Linked DNA regions of Sus scrofa: region 2 is linked to region 1. The links are chromatin contacts, called in public Hi-C maps. All regions are on one chromosome and are shown on one strand. Each heading gives the region's core, a stretch centred on a gene start, on an enhancer-like site or on the middle of the called end of the contact. The rest is flanking DNA. Distances are from core to core; before and after follow the strand shown. Region 1 overlaps ANKRD17 (ankyrin repeat domain 17). Region 2 overlaps ANKRD17 (ankyrin repeat domain 17).

Evidence for each region. Hi-C and Micro-C count contacts between places; a contact is called where the count stands out from the background.
Region 2: a Hi-C map of liver shows a contact between it and region 1, with 2.6 times the contacts expected there. The contact joins two enhancer-like sites. A contact is called at or near these places in 5 of 47 Hi-C or Micro-C datasets (blood, embryonic fibroblasts and liver) and 1 of 2 datasets of contacts at active chromatin or transcription factors (alveolar macrophages).

What each region holds. Positions count from the first base shown.
Region 1 is chr8:69,439,947-69,443,282 of Sscrofa11.1, reverse strand. The region is part of intron 5 of ANKRD17 (ankyrin repeat domain 17); the gene reads left to right. Among named protein-coding and RNA genes, the nearest start is that of ANKRD17, 90 kb to the left of the region's middle. Within about 2 kb of position 1,647, at least 3 of the 83 cell types and tissues checked have an H3K27ac peak or open chromatin away from gene starts, as enhancers often do. A contact at or near this core is called in liver, where this site is marked.
Region 2 is chr8:69,507,528-69,511,097 of Sscrofa11.1, reverse strand. All of the region lies in intron 3 of ANKRD17 (ankyrin repeat domain 17), which reads left to right. Among named protein-coding and RNA genes, the nearest start is that of ANKRD17, 22 kb to the left of the region's middle. Within about 2 kb of position 1,562, at least 2 of the 83 cell types and tissues checked have an H3K27ac peak or open chromatin away from gene starts, as enhancers often do. A contact at or near this core is called in liver, where this site is marked.

The sequences.
Region 1 (3,336 bases), core at 398-2,897:
TTTTCTACTTCATATGCATAGTTTGACCATTATATTTTATTTTATTTTATTTTATTTTATTTTTTTGTCTTTTGTCTTTTGTTGTTGTTGTTGTTGCTATTTCTTGGGCCGCTCCCGTGGCATATGGAGGTTCCCAGGCTAGGGGTCGAATCGGAGCTGGAGCCACCAGCCTACACCAGAGCCACAGCAACGCGGGATCCGAGCCGCGTCTGCAACCTACACCACAGCTCATGGCAACGCCGGATCGTTAACCCACTGAGCAAGGGCAGGGACCGAACCTGCAACCTCATGGTTCCTAGTCGGATTCGTTAACCACTGCGCCACGACGGGAACTCCAGTTTGACCATTTTAAAAGGCAAGGTTTTTATTTGTTTTATGAATGTTCAAAAAATATCATAAATCTAGTTTCCATAAGTTGAATGTGAGTTCCAGGGACTTTCTTGTTTTGTGTCCTACAATCCCTATTATGTAGTACTTCACAGTTAGTAAGGACTCAGTAAATATTTTGTGACTTGACCTTTTAAGTTTTTCTGATGATGTTATGTATTAAAGGTCATACCATTTCATATATAAAACAATATGGATAGTATAGTGAAAAATATAATGCCAAGGATGCAGCTGGCAGAAAATCATTAATAGTCCTTATTGTCTTCACTCCTCAGAGGCTTCTTTTTTTCCCCTCTAACTAAAAAGAAACCATTTTATTTATAGTTGACCCTTTACCTATAGGTCTGAACTGCACAGATCCTTATACACAGATTTCAGTTTGTGGTTGGTTGAATCCATGGTTGCATGAATGTGGATATAGAGGCACCATGATATGGAGGAACTGCATTTATGCAGGTCTAAGTTATTTGCAGATTTTCAGCTGAGTGGAGTATGGGCACCCCTAACCTCCATGTTGCTCCTGGTCAACTGTGTTTTAGCAGATGCGTTTAAATAGTTGAGAGAATGAGAGTATTCTTTGGTATATGAGTTTAGAGATGAAATATAGCACTTAAGAATCATCTTTTGGAGTTCCTCTTGTGGCGCAGCAGAAACAAATCTAACTGGGAACCATGAGGTTGCAGGTTCAATCCCTGGCCTCGCTCAGTGGGTTAAAGATCTGGCATTACTATGGCAGTGGTGTAGGCCAGCAGCAACAGCTCCAATTAGACCCCTAGCCTGGGAACCTCCACATGCCTCAGGTGAGGCCCTAAAAAGACAAAAAAAAAAAAAAAAAAAAAAAGAATCATCTTTTATATAATAGTGTTTTTATGCAGCATCATTTAAGACCGTGAAAGAGAGGTTAATATAGCATTAACAAAAGTGTGAAGTTGATGTTATTCTTGGCTCTGTGTTCGTTGTCGTTCATCTGACATCATTCATTATAGTTATCTTTAGGTTCTATTCCTTAGTTAACTTTCAGTTTTACAGGCCTACAATATTATTGATACTCTTCAGATATTTTTCATGTGGTGTCTTATGAGACTGGCAGAAGAGTATGTTAAAGCTACTTCAAGCAGGAAATAGAATAGAAAAAAAATAAAGAGTTACAGGTTCTTTGGCACTGAAAATACTGTAAGTGATCAGCAAAACAGTAGAGCATGCTTGTGACAGTCATATTTGTTCAGCAAATGTTGAGAAATAATTGAGTACATTGAGTACTATGTGCTAGACTTTACAGTAGTTAAGTGTTGTGGCGTGTGCCAGTTTTAACTTTGCTCACAAGTTCTGAAGTTCATCTGTTGGCTAGAATAGTTCCGAAAGGTTATTTTAAAGCTTACACGGAGGAAATTGAATGAGATTTCAAATGGGGAAATAGAGGGTATGTGCCTGAGAAAGAGAGAGAGGATGAGAGACCACCTGAAAGGAAAAAAAAAAAAAAATGTTCTTATATAGGAAATGTCTTGTGGAAAGGATTTGTCCTAGACTGAGAACACTGGATCTAGCAACTGTCAGTGCTATAAAATGGGAAATTGAGACAGTTTTATTAAGTGCTGTTCAAAGCTTTCATTTTGGCAAGGGGAGAGTACATTTAACAAGTAGGTGAACTATATAGTATGGCATAAAATGAATGATAAGGTTATGGGCAGAGAAATTGGGGAAGTGCTAAGGCAGTGTTTAAGGTGAAGATCACATTGTGGGGTTTTTTTTGGGGGGGGGTTTGTTTGTTTGTTTTGTTTTGTTTTGTCTTTTTGCCATTTCTTGAGCCGCTCCTGTGGCATATGGAGGTTCCCAGGCTAGGGGTCTAATCGAGCTATAGCTGCCAGCCTACGCCAGAGCCACAGCAACGCGGGATCCGAGCCGCATCTGCGACCTATACCACAGCTCACAGCAATGCTGGATCGCTAACCCACTGAGCAAGGGGCAGGGATGGAACCCACAACCTCATGGTTCCTAGTCGGATTCGTTAACCACTGTGCCACGACGGGAACTCCACACATTGTGTTTTTAATAGGGTAATCAGAGATCCTCACCTAAGAGGTGGACTTTTTAGCAAAGACCTGAAATAAATAAGGTAGTGATCTGTGCCTACAAGAGAAACTGTCTTGTCAGAGGGACAGCAGATACATAAATCTTGGAGTTGCAGCTTAATTAGTATTTTTAATGAAAAGAAAGCCATTTTGGCTAAAGTGGAAAGAGGAAGAGTGAGAATAGTAGGTGATGAAACCAGAGAAGTAAAAGGAGAAGTATGAGATCTTACCACTGGACAGATCCTATAAAAATTTTGACCTTTACCGTGATAAGATTAGAGGCCGTTGGATGACGTGATGTGCTTTCTTATAAGCAAGATCTCTGGGTTCTTGGTTGAAAAGAGCTTGAAAGAAGAGTTCCCTGGTGGCTCAGCAGGTTAAGTTTCTGGTGTTGTCACTGCTATGGCTCTGGTCACTGCTGTGGCACAGATTTGATCCCTGTCCCTGAACTTCCAGATGCCATGGGCATGGCCAGAGATAGAGAGAGGTAGCCTGAAGGAAAGCTAGCAAGGGAGACTGCCTAGGAGACTTTGCCATAATCTGAACTAAAGATGAAGTTCTCAAATCTGGGTGGTAAAGAATAGGGGTGTAGAGGAATTCCCATTGTAGTGCAGCAGAAACAGATCCGACTAGGAACCATGAGGTTGAGGATTCGATCCCTGGCCTCGCTCAGTGAGTTAAGGATCCAGCATTGCTGTGAGCTGTGGTGTAGGTTGCAGACGCGGCTCGGATCCTGCTTTGCTATGGCTGTGGTATAGGCAGGCCCAGGCCGGCAGCTGTAGCTCCTATTTGACCCCTAGCCTCGGAACCTCCATATGCTGTGGGTGTGGCCCTAAAAAAGAATAGGGGTGTAGAATAGAGGTTATACATGGATACCTTC
Region 2 (3,570 bases), core at 313-2,812, 68 kb before region 1:
AGTTCACTGCCTCCCTTCTATTCTTTTGTGGTCTCCCTAGTAATTTTTTAGGAAATGTTTTGTGTAAATTGTAGAACTCACTAGCTCATTTTATCTTGCATTTAGGTCCTCTTTACAGATCTGTGTGAATGACATCTTTTTCTAATTTATTACCTCCTCCTGGATCATTATACATAAGTAATAATAACCCTGGTGTGTTAAGAGTTAGTTAGAACACCAGATTATCAGACTGCCCTCTCCTTCTTCAAAAAAAAGACTTTATTGGAGTGAAGTCAATGTTGCTTTGTTCTGTTATACTTGTTTTTTCCCTGACGCCATCTTGGGAAAAATTCATGTAATTGATCTAGAAATGGATTTCAGATGGTAAGTGAATAGAATACTATTCTTCAACCCTTTCTTGAACATCAAATCAAAAATACATACCTTATAGATGATCTCTTTTTAGTAAATTCTCAAAAATGTGAAGTGAGAAAAATCTGTCTTAGACTCTACTCCATCTTTTAATTTATGCTGTTAGTGTGATATGCAAGGTAAATCTCTCAGCCTCACGTAAAAGGGCTATCATAAAACCTTCTTTTGGTGGGGGTCAGATGAAATATTTTTGTGAAACATTTGTGAACTATAACAGTCTCCATAAATAGTAGTTTTTAAAACTGAAGTTGAGGAAGAATGGAGAGCTTTGTGAAAATAGGGTTACTGACTGGTAATATATTTGACTGTTATTAAAAACTATAATTTAAAATTATAATTTAGAAAAAATATGACTTATTTTCCTTCATAATTCTGTTTAATTTGATCATTTTATTAAATTCATAGATTGCCAATAAAACTCTTTGGCTATAATTGCACGCCAGTTTATTGTAGGTAGAGCCAGTGTTAGCATAGGAAATGGGATTTGTAATGTGGTTTCCACAAATAATAGTTTTATGGGTTAGATGATCTTTTAGGATTGTATTCTGGGTTCACTAGATCTTTAGATTTTAAATAGAATGTATTCTTAAATTCCCCCAAAATATAAAAATTTTTACTATTTAATCATAGTATTAATAAAGAAGGACAGATAAGAGTAATGGAAGGGAGTTCCCATTGTCGTGGAGCAGAAACAAATCCAGCTAGCGTCCATGAGGATGTGAGGCCTGCAGCTGTAGCTCTGATTTGACCCCTAGCTTGGGAACTTACATATGCCTCGGATGCATCCCTAAAAACCAAAAAAAAAAAAAAAAAAAAAAAAAAAAGTAATGGGAAATGCAACAACTTTTTCCTACTCTTTATCTCCTTTTCTGGGAATGATGATGCAAACCCTGTCTCTTTGACTTCTCTGGTGTAGGCTTAACAGGTGATTCAGCAGTTCTAGATAAAGTGGCAAAGTATCAAAGCAAAGATCTAACCATTCTGTTTTCTAAATCTCAGAACCTTTAAAACATATCCCTAACTTGCTTTGTGGATTATTCTTTCATTTGTGCCTTTCCTTCCTTTTTTGTCTTACTCTTACCCAGTATTATCACCTCACAGTCTGTGATCCTCTCCGTTATTTGACCCAGCTTTCTGGCTCCAACCCAAACTCTTAGTGCTAAAGTTCTCTTTGCCAGAGCCTAGTTCTGGGATATATTTTAAGTTGTTAATATGCTTTAAGTAAACAGGAGGTCTTTTCATATGTAGAAGTTCTTGTCTCCTTTTAGTGTTATCACCAGATCCTCTTGTTTTGTATGCTAAGACATAAAAAACATGGGCTTGGTATTGCAACTTTTTATCTTCCACACATGAACAACTTTGTTTTACTTCCCATGAAACCCAGAAGAACAGAATAGCACCAGACCTATTCATTGGCTTAGGCAGCCTTGAACATTAAAGTTCATACATCTTAATCAAATACCAAGGTCTTCCTGACGTTATTGCTAGAAGTATCCCTGAGAATCTTAATCAAAGGGCAGTTAGGGAGAAGAGTCAGATTCCAGTTTCATTAAATCCCAGGCATGTGAATACTTGGCAGTTTCTGTGCCTGACATAACATTATATTCCATATGAAATAACCCATTACCTTTGTATTTCTTTCCCAATATTTCTCCAGGAAAAAGTCATATATGGAAAGAGTTGGGAAACTTGCTTTTGAATCCTGTTTTAATACTACATTTGACAGTGGGAACTGTACTATTTAAACCTCATTTTCTTCATCCATGTTGGAGCTAATAATTTTTTTTTCTAACAGGTGGAGGTTATATATCTAACACACTGTCTCATATGTTGAATGTATTCATTATTTAGGTTTTTTTGTACTTACATGTTAAATGCAATTCTTGAATGAAGGTTTATTGTTTTTTCAGCCAGGAGCAGTTTTCTTTACCTTTTTTCGATCATGGATTTTAGTTAGATTCTGATGAAAACTGTGGACCTGTTCTTCCTCAAATGTACTTAAATACATACAATACAGCATTTTGCAAATTGTTTCAGAAGGATTGTAGTTTCTGAGGCATAAATCTATGAACCATGGATTATTTACCTTAGGTTAAGAGTATTGCATTTCATCTTTCATACTTTGAGGAGTTCAGTTATCTTCTGTGCTTTTTATCACCTCTAAAATTATAAAGTAAACAACTCCTTCCATACCTCTGTCCACATAATCACACCAAAGCCAAAGAAATTTTCTTCCAGAGGTTGCCACTATATAACCATTCAGAGTTTTCTCTGGATAGACAATAGATTAAAATATTTTAAATCACTATCAGCCTTTCCTCCCTTGTTCTTTTTGAAACCATTGGAATCTTAACTCAGGGAAAAAACTAGTTAAGATAGAATTGGTTTTTATATCTGCCTTTTTTTCCCCTAGAGGTATGAAAGATGTCTTATGGAATGATAAGATGTATTTAATAAAATTTACAGCTATTTCCTCATTATATGTTTAACACCAAACTATGAAGCTTTAGTTTTATTTCTTCAGGTTTATTTTATAGCTATTGTTTTGACTTTTCTTTTTAAAATGGTGGATTGAATACATTATTTAACTTCCTTTCTTCCCAACGTCCCACTTAAATAGTTTAAAGGTTTAACTAAACCACAGTTTTGAAAAGCCTGAACAGATGTTATTACAATGGTTAAACCACCTTGCAGCAGAACAAAAGAACATCATTAGCTCTGTAACTTTATGTATGCTCAGATTTGGAGAAGGAGGGGAGAAGACCCAGCTTTAGGCATGGGTAAGTCTAGATTTGAATAATAACATCAGTACTAGTTTTTTCTTCAACATTTTTAGTCTCTCTTTTCTTCTGTATTAGTTTTATTTTCAAATTTGGCAAAGATGGCTGCCAAAGGAGAGGGGGATGGGACATTCTAGCCAGACCTGGGTCATGTGGCCACCCCAAGGGTGACTAGGAAAACTGACCTCCAGCCAAATCACATGGAATATTTTCCCCACAGACAAAAAGGCTTATGGTACTGAAAAAATGAGGCAGGGAGAAAGCATGTTGAGCAGTAAAATTACAGTTCCCAGTCCACTGTAGGTATTATCAGGAGACCAGAAATTTTGAAGAAGATGTAAAGTTCATGAAATCAGATTGACAGCAAAATCTCAGAGGA